2 separate regions of the Sus scrofa genome follow, and region 2 is linked to region 1. Evidence: chromatin contacts called from public Hi-C data. All regions are on one chromosome and are shown on one strand. Each heading gives the region's core, a stretch centred on a gene start, on an enhancer-like site or on the middle of the called end of the contact. The rest is flanking DNA. Distances are from core to core; before and after follow the strand shown. Region 1 holds the start of TMEM131 (transmembrane protein 131). Region 2 holds the start of CNNM3 (metal transporter CNNM3).

What was found. A called contact is a pair of places that touch in the nucleus more often than the background predicts.
Region 2: a contact with region 1 is called in a Hi-C map of embryonic fibroblasts, with 1.7 times the contacts expected there. The contact joins the promoter of CNNM3 here to the promoter of TMEM131 in region 1. A contact is called at or near these places in 1 of 5 promoter capture datasets (liver), 1 of 47 Hi-C or Micro-C datasets (embryonic fibroblasts) and 1 of 2 datasets of contacts at active chromatin or transcription factors (alveolar macrophages).

What each region holds. Positions count from the first base shown.
Region 1 is chr3:56,275,309-56,279,720 of Sscrofa11.1, forward strand. TMEM131 (transmembrane protein 131) reads left to right here and starts at 1,822. Exons shown (of 41, transcript XM_021087250.1): 1 at 1,822-2,579. The coding sequence starts at 2,399.
Region 2 is chr3:56,809,813-56,814,224 of Sscrofa11.1, forward strand. It overlaps CNNM3 (metal transporter CNNM3), which reads right to left and starts at 2,304. Exons shown (of 7, transcript XM_021087264.1): 1 at 594-2,304. The coding sequence starts at 1,932.

The DNA.
Region 1 (4,412 bases), core at 572-3,071:
TCTAATTCCTAAAAGGAGTTTAGAGAGGTCTATCGCTAATCAGAGCTTTCAGAGGGTCCTTGGTGATAGTCCTTTCAGTTTTAACCCCTAGTTCTCTCCATCCCAAGGTACTTGGCTGTCGGGAAGAGAGGATGATGTGGCAGGGGGATCGGGGCGGGGTGGGGGTGGGGGTTCAACTCCAGCTGCTCTCCAACACAGCTGTACCAACCTGGTCAGTAAATTCTTCTTTTATTATTATTGTCCCAGAAGTTTCATTGTCCTTTCCTGGGAACAAACTTCCATTATCACCCCTCCTGCTCCCAATGGAGGTTCAGGGGAGGTTCAGGTATGGTGGGCTCTAATTACGACACAGCTATTGGGGGTGGGAGGCTTGAAGAACAAGAATACAAATGCTTACAAATACACAATTAGATGCAAGGCCTTGGAAGAAACTTGTGCCAGAGAGGGGCCTTAAAGTAAGCTTCATTAGCTTCATGGGAAATCTGCCTTCCATCAAACATGTCTGTATATGTCTAAGCTCCAATTATAGATATAAACTCAGTTCTCATGGGGCTCTAGAGCCTCAGGCTAATCAAAGGACATGGTTAATTCCTGTGTAAGAGAACCTGAGCATTTCATGGTTGGAGAGGTTTGTCTGCCCTGAACCTGGCAATGGGGGAAGGACTGCTGACTCCCAGTGCTGCACACTGGAGGTAAGCTTGGACCCAGCTAAGGCATTCAGTGACTTATTCTTGGGCTTGATTTCTTCAGTGAGTTAAAAAGCTTTCCAGAAATCTCTTGCCTTAGGCCTACAAACATGGAAAACCGAACTTAGATATATTAATTATCCCTATTTAATTACCTCAAGAACAGCATTTGATTATTCAATTTTGACACTAATCATCAGAAAAATATAATGGCTTTTCAAAATCAGGGTAAGGCTATTAAAATATACAAATTTATTAAGTAAAATAAAGTGCTCCTGACAAAGAAGACTACTGCATAGGATAGTACTTTGGGTTTAAGTCTTCCTGAAATTTTATTTTCCCACGTAGCTTGGTCCGAGACTTATTAGGGGTGGACTTGGCCTTAAAAATACAACGATTCACTCAACAAATTCTGCGAAGTGTTTAAGGAGGTGGCTCAGGAGTTAGGGGAAGTTACTAAAATAGTTACTAAGTTAGGAGTTAGGGGAAGTTACTGATTAAAGAGGGACCACGTAGAGAATAGCCACGCCCACCAAGAACCTCGACCTAAAATGGAAAGGGCATCTAGGAGGCATGAGGTGACTTCCTGAAGGAGACTAAAAGAGGTGGCCTTTGAGTTGGGCTTTTTATGTTAATAAAATGTCTTAAGAATACTTCCAAGCCGGAGAAAGCCAGCATAGCCACTAGACGTATTTCTTAAGTACAATCTGCCTTCCACGGTCACTGCTGCACCCCCATCACACACAAAGCAAAGAGTTTTTCCCGTATCAAAGTTGGCACAATCCAAGGTAAGGAGGATTACATTAAGCGTTCCTCGGTGCTGTGTCTATAAGGAAACAAAGACGAATAGAGCAGGTCCCTGTCCCCAAGACAGCACCATCAGGCACTGAATCAGGCCTGGGGTATTCTCGAAGCGACTGGGAGGCGGAGGTGCGGCCAGGAGTAGTCACTGGATAGGATTTTCCGCGCTGGACCACGAGGTCCGGATGCGCACTCATTCCCCTGGAAGGCTCTCGCACTGCAGTACCGGAGATGCAGGGGTTTGTTCCGACCTCGGAGCAGCTGCCCAACCTCCCCAAGCGCCCCGCAGCCCCGCCCCCGCGCCAGGGCGGCTGCGCGGCCAGGCCTCCCCGTCCCCACGTGATCTTCGTCACTGGCACTGCGAAGCATGAGCCGCCATCACAAGTCCTGGCGGCTGGGCCCTGGCCTGCCTCGCTCATTCTCCTCCTCCTCGGCGGGGTAGCGGTGACGGGTTGGGGTTGTGCTTCCAGTGTCCCGTCTGGCCGCTGAAGCCGCGGGCCTCCAAGAGCGCGAAGGGGAGGTCGGACCCGCGGACTCCCGAGCGGATAGACCTGCTTGCTGTCCAGGTGACGGCACGGCGGGGGCGGTGCCCGGGGCCGCGCCCCGCCCCTCGCAGGCCAGCGCCCAGAGCCCGCGGCCCTTGCCCGTTTCCAGTATGGCCGCCCGCCGCGCTTGACCCGCGGCCTCTCCGCTTCGACTCTTCGTAGGCGATGCCGAGGCCGAGGCCGTGACTGACACTCTCGCTCGCACGCACGCACGGACCAGACCCACGCCCGGAGCCCGAGCCCTGGGCCCGGAACTGCTCTCGCTCCCGGCTCCACGGCCAGAACCCGGACCACGGCTCCCGCGCCGCCGCCTCGCCGAGAAGGACCGCGCCGCACCTCGAGCGCGGCGGCCCCCGGCCGGCAGGGATGGGGAAGCGGGCGGGAGGAGGAGCAGCAGGAGCCGCCGCCGTCTCCACGTCTGCCGGGGCTGGTCTGGAGCCCGCGGCCGGCCGCGGCGGGGGCCCCCGGAGTGCGGCCGCTGGCCTCCTGGGAGCACTACACCTGGTGATGACTCTCGTCGTGGCCGCGGCGCGGGCCGAGAAGGAAGGTGGGTGTCAGCCGGCCGGCATCTCCTAGTCCCGGCCCCGCGGCTGTCACCGCGCCCTCGCGGAGGCCGCTGCCGGGCTGCGACCGGGGAGGAAGGGCCGCGGCTCCGGTCTGCGTCCGGCGCGAAGTTGCTCGGTCGAGTCCTGTCCCGAGCCGGGAACTTGGAGTTCGGGTGCCAACTCGCGGCGTTGGCCGCACAGAGTTGCTCTCATTCTCCGTGATTCCTTCCCCTTGTCTTTCCTTTGGTCTCCTGTCACTGCCATTTCAAAACTTCCCCGGTTCTCGTTATTCTTGCCTCTTGGTCCACTATGTAGGAGGGGCGTATTTTTAGACTTGATTGCTGTTAATAGGAGAATTTTAGGACTTTTTTTTTCTTTTCTTTTTTTGGTTGCAGCTTTAATAACGGCGTGGGAAGAGAGCTCACTTTAAAATGCAGTAAAAAATAGCGAGACTAGTGGAGAGACTTAAAACAGCTTACCAAATTTTACTTTGGAATTGTTAAAACAATTCTTGGGGAGGAATCCTGTTCTTTAGCTTCCCCGTCCAGTATCGCTTTGCAGTGTTGATTGTTTAGCGAATTCTCCCTTTCTCAGATATATTTCTTCTTAGCCCTCTATTAAGCTGTTGAAGCTATGCCTATACTTTTTTACATATTTTAAGATACATAATTGTTTGTCGTTGTCTTTAATGTGAAAGACTTTAAAAACAAATGGCAAGTTTCAAGTTGGCAAACGTTTTTCTATAATTTACAGTTAAAAGGGCTGACCCTTAATTTTAAAACTCTCGTTAGTATTGGATGACTGTAAAACCGATACTTTGTCAGGATTAAAAATTATTTTGTAACCTAGAAGACCAGATCTGTAATTTGGTTGGCACTACCTGTGTTTGAGCCTAGGGAAATGAGGTGGCCATAAAGCCTTCCTAAAGAAATCACTAAAAGTGAATGGTTTTTAAAAAGCTAAGCAAAACTTGTTAGCTTAGCTTCCGTTTACACTAAGCTGCTACTGCAAAGAAAATAATTACTTGCCACAGTAACTTTAAGGTTGATGTTCTACTTTACAACTGAAGTCACTTGCTTTTTTATTGTTAAATGAAGCCAACAGCAAAGCAAGCCAAATTAATGTTAAAGTGCAAATGTGTTTCAGCTTACTGTTTTGTTTTTTTCGTTGTAATTGTTGAGAAGTTATTTAAAGAATTATGAATCAGAAAGGATTAATAGAAGCAATATTATTTCCTGAAGAAAATATTACCACTTTAGGATTGGGGTTGGGGTTGTCATAGTTCATCATTCATTACAGATCTGCGGTTAGTTGATCTTAATGTATGTCGGTGGTGCCCAGCACAGCCTGGCATATAGTTGGTGTCCAGTAAACCTGAAATAGTACAATGAATTAATGTCTCTTTGGGGTTAATGACATCCTTGGCAGGTATTGGGTCCTTGTTTTTCTCTTCCTTTGTTTACTTTTCACAGTGCCAGGCATTTAACATTTAAGTGAGTGATTATCTTCAGGGGCCATTAGCAAGGGGAAATAAAATGATTGAGTCTAGTAGGACATTAAGTTTGTATTGTCAAGTCCCTCATTTGAGAAATAGCAGCCTAGGTTATATTTGCTATTTGTATAGTTTCTAAGTTTTAGTACATCTCTCTAATACTCATAATGTGAGGGTTGGGGAGGAGGATACCTGCCAGGGTGTACAAGGATGAAAAGATGGGGTCGAATCAGCCCGTGGTTGTGGCAGAATCAGACATCTTTTGTGGCCCATGTTATGTCCGTATGAACACTTTGAATGGAGAAATTAGCAATTAAAAATATTGATGGTAATTATGCTAGTA
Region 2 (4,412 bases), core at 1,054-3,553, 530 kb after region 1:
GAGTTGTCCCCATGCCCAGCCTGCAGGAGTTCAAGTGTGAGAGGCCTGGCTAGTGGCCAAGTTCTGGTGAAGACATCGAAGCCTGACAATGGAGAGTACAGGCTGCAGAAGAATCCAACTCTTCACACCAGAAGAGTCTCAGTTTTTACGTGCAAGCTTCGAGTGAGCCAGAGTAAAAGCAAAGTGTAGAACTCTGGAGTTAAGAGTAGACTTGAGACGGTCCAGGTATCTAGAGACTATACTCTTCTATGTTTCTAGCCAAGAGTTTGGACCTACTACAAAAGCCAAAGCCCACAAACTTGATTTGGTGAACAGATTAGGAATCAGAGTCAAGTGGACATACCTCCCCAAACTGGGGGCCTGCCAGGAAAAGGGGGGTGTTGTGCTTCATAGCACAGTCAGTTGCAGAACGATAGCCTTTAAATGGTATTTCAAAGGGTCATTCAGAGCTGCAAGGCCATCATCTTCATTAAAAGGACCCTTAGAAGCCTTACTAAGGGTGGAAACCTTCTCTAGTCTTCCCTGAACCCTTACTTCTTTTCTAGGGGAAGGCGCTGACATTCGAGTCCCCTCCGCGATTCCGGGGCCTTTACCTCGCTTGAACTCCTCCAGGACGGCGTCCAGCTTGGTGTCGTTGAAGACGAAGTGGAGTGGGTGATTGTAGAAGCGAGTGATGGTGCTGAGTGGCGTGCAGTCTTCGGGGTCCACGAAGGCCAAGTCCTTGAGGTAGAGCATGTCCACGATGTTGGAGCGCTCCTCCTCATACACGGGGATGCGCGTGTGACCGCTCTGCATGATGCTGGCCAGGACGCCGAAGTCCAGCACGGTGCTGGCGTCCAGCATGAAGCAGTCCTCGAGGGGCGTGAGCACGTCCTCCACGGTCCGGCAGGGCAGCACGCCCTTGCTGAGATCGCTGTAGGGGTCGCCACCGCCGCGCGCCAGCTCCAGCACGCGCTCCCGCAGCCGCCCAGGCCGCGCGGCTAGTTCCAGCAGCTGGCCCACCGGGAGCGCCACGGGCAGAGTGAGCAGCACCGCCAAGCGGCTGAGGATAAGAGCGCGCGGCGCCAGCGCCAACGTCCAGCGCCCGCTCACGGCAGCCGGCACCACCTCGCCCACCAGGAACAAGAGCCCCGCGCTGCCCAGCACGGCGGGCACGGCGCGCTGGCCAGCCGCGCGGTACAGTAGCACCGCCAGCGCAGCCTGAGCCAGGCTAGCCAGCAGCAGCAGCGCCCCGAGGGCGCAGCCGGCCCAGCGTCTTGAGGGCTCCAGACGCCGCGCCGCCGCACGCTCCGCCTCCGAGCCGCTCTCGCGCAGCACCTGCACTTCGGCCGGCGCCAGCGCCAGGGCGCTCAGCTGCAGGCCCCGCGCCAGAGCCGCCAGCGCCAGCAACCCCGCCGCCCCCAGACCCACTGCCCAGGGCGGGGCCGCCTCCTCGGCCGCCTCGCCGCCCGGCTCTACACGCACGGCTAACAGCGCCGAGTGCGGGTGCGCGGACTCAGAGCGCAGACGCAGCAGCGCACGCCACTCGCCCGTGGGGGCCGCCGCGCCGCCCGGCTCCCCACGCACTGCCAGCCGCGCGGAGTGCGGATGCGCGGCCTCCGCGCGCAGGCGCAGCAGCGCACGCCACTCGCCCGTGGGGGCCGCTGCCTCGTCTGGAGCTGCGACCGGCCCGCCCTCTGGGCAGCCCGCCCCCTCGGGGGCCACCCAGGACCAGGAGCTGTTGGCTAAGCCCGACCCGAAGAGGCGCAAGCGGAAGGTGGCCTCCGGAGCAGTCCGCACCTCCTCTCCTCGCGCCCACCCCGTGCCTGCCGCTCCGTCCTCTTCCAGACAGACGCCCAGCACTCGAGGACCCGGAGCCGCCTCCGCGGCGGCGTTGCCCAGGCAGAACGCGGCGAGCAACCAGCCTAGCCGACCCGCCGTTGCCGCCGCCATCGCCTGCTGCCCCCTCTCGGCCTCCCGCGCAGCCTACCCCTCCGCCTCCCCCGGGCCAATTATCGCCGGCCCTGGCGCTTCCTCCACCAATAGGCGGCAGGCGGGGGCGGGCCCCAGGGTCGGACTAGGCTGCGCCGGGGAGTAAACAAGCGGCGGCGCGATCCTGGGGCGGGCCGGGGGCGTGGGGCTCTAGGCCCCGCGGGGCTACACCGCGGCTCCCTGGGCTGGGGCTGGCCGGCTCCGGGAGGACGCGGAGCGGAGAGCTGGCCCCCATCAGCGGACGTCTGGTTTCCCCCGGCCATCCCCGCGCACCCGGAGGCCGGTCCGGGCTCTGGGAAGTGCCTGGCTCAGGATTCGGGCCTCAGAGCGGAGTGGCGCTCCTGAAATTGCAGGCAGAGACTTCAGCGAATGGGAGATGGGCAGTTTTCTCAGAAAGCGCCCCGTGAACCACAGACCTAAAGGGCAAGGAGGGCTTAAAGAACTGGTGACTAGGCTTCGGAAGCTAAGGTTTATTGAAGACGTGTGATTGCTCCCGACTCTGCTATTGGTCTGGGTTGTGACACACAACCCCTGTTTTAAAAGGAACTTGCATTCTTGCCAGGAAGAACGACAGTAAATAGATAAACACACGAAATCACTACCTCTTTGGATCCTTGCAGCTACTTCGTGTTATTAATATATTGCACGGGAGAAAAGTAGGACTCGACTTGGCACAGATATCGGGCTCCAATGCGACCAGCCTAGTACCCTGTTCACCATCCTAGCCGCTTTAGGAGATGGCAGCTCTGTCAGGAATTACTGTACCTGGTCGTCCCACTTCTAGCAGATCATTCTTGGGAAAATAATTCCTAAAGACAAACAAGTGTTCCTCAGCCCATTATAATGTCATCTTGACCTGGTTGGAAGGAAACATACAGACTGCTAACAAGACTTCTCTATAGGTGTGGAGAAAAAAGGGCTTTTTAAGAGATTTTCTTTACATTTGTATTATCAAATTTCCTAACACAGTAGACTGTGATAAGACCATCCATATACATGTCATTTTAAATAGTCTTTACGAGGATTCTATAGAAACACATTGCTATGTTCTGAAAATAATATAAGTAAGTGAGGCACTGTGGCTGCAATTAAGTAAAATAACGTTGGTGTGGAAGGTAATATGCAAAATTGAGTAAACCAACAGAAATACTGTGTGAGAATTTTCAGAATAAGCCGCCAGAAGAAGCAATAATACTACTGAGCTTTTCCACTGGACTGGCACACTTCTTTTGGAAAAAGGAAATAAACTCAACCCCTTTGGTTCACACTTCTGTCCCCCAGTCCAGAGAAAATGCTGACACAGTGAGAATGGATGACAGGCTTGAAGTGAGTCATGTGCCTGAAAAGTTAACTCACAAAGAACACTTCCAGAGGCAAGATGGGGAAAATGCCTAGTGCATCTAGACAGGGCTCTGACCTTTGACAAGTAACTTTTCCCTTAGTCTCTGGCTCCCTTAGAAAACAACCTATAACTTATTCTGGGGGGAAGAAGACCTTTCGGTAGAAGAAAACTTTTGAAAACTTGGATCACACTTGGAAAACACAAAGGGCGATTTAAACTGTGAGACACAAAGACAAAGGATCCAGTAGAGGGCAAGCCAAGCTGCTCAGGGAGAGATTTCCTGTGAATAGAGGCCCCAGCACACACCTTCACCAGCTTCCTTCTTCCCTGGCTCTGCACCATTCTTTGGTCCATCGTCACAGCATCAATGGAGACTCTTGTCACCGGATGTTCAGGTCCCTCACTGACACTCCCTGGATTTTCCTTTCTGGTCATTTGGTCCAAGACATTTCCATGTTTTATCTGTATTTATTCTTGAGTTTTAAAGCTGTGACTGTGGCCACTGGCTCATTCCTGCTTCTCTTTCTCTCTCTCTCCCTCCCTCTCTCGTCTGCCGACGTCACTTCCTTCAGCTGGTCTTCCTTGACCGTCTTGACTAGGTTGGATCAAGGTTATGGGAGCAAAGTGCTCCCCTCCAACAGCATCCAGGACTTACTTTCTTGTAAGGCCCATTCATTCATTCATTCAACAAGTATTTCCTGCATTGAATGCCTGCGGGGTACCAGACACTGTTGTAGTGCTGGGACTACAGTGGAAATAAGAAAGATGCTGACCTCCTGGAGCTTCAGTTCTAGTGGGAGGACAACAGAAAATACACACGTCTGTACTTCTTATCTGATCATAAGTGCTATGGAGAAAAAGTAATCTGAGACAAGAGGGACTATTGCTAAGCTATTTTGGATGGGAAGGCTTCTTCAAGGAGGTAACATTTGAACAGAGGCTTTGATGCAGTGAAGGGGTGAGCCTCAAAAAGACCTGGGAGAAGAGAATGTTCCAGGCGGAGAAGACAGCCTGAGAAGTTGGTGGCACATGGCACACAGCAGGGGCTTAAACATGTGTGGAACAGAGGAATGAATGAAATTCTTCCTTGCCCTCCTAT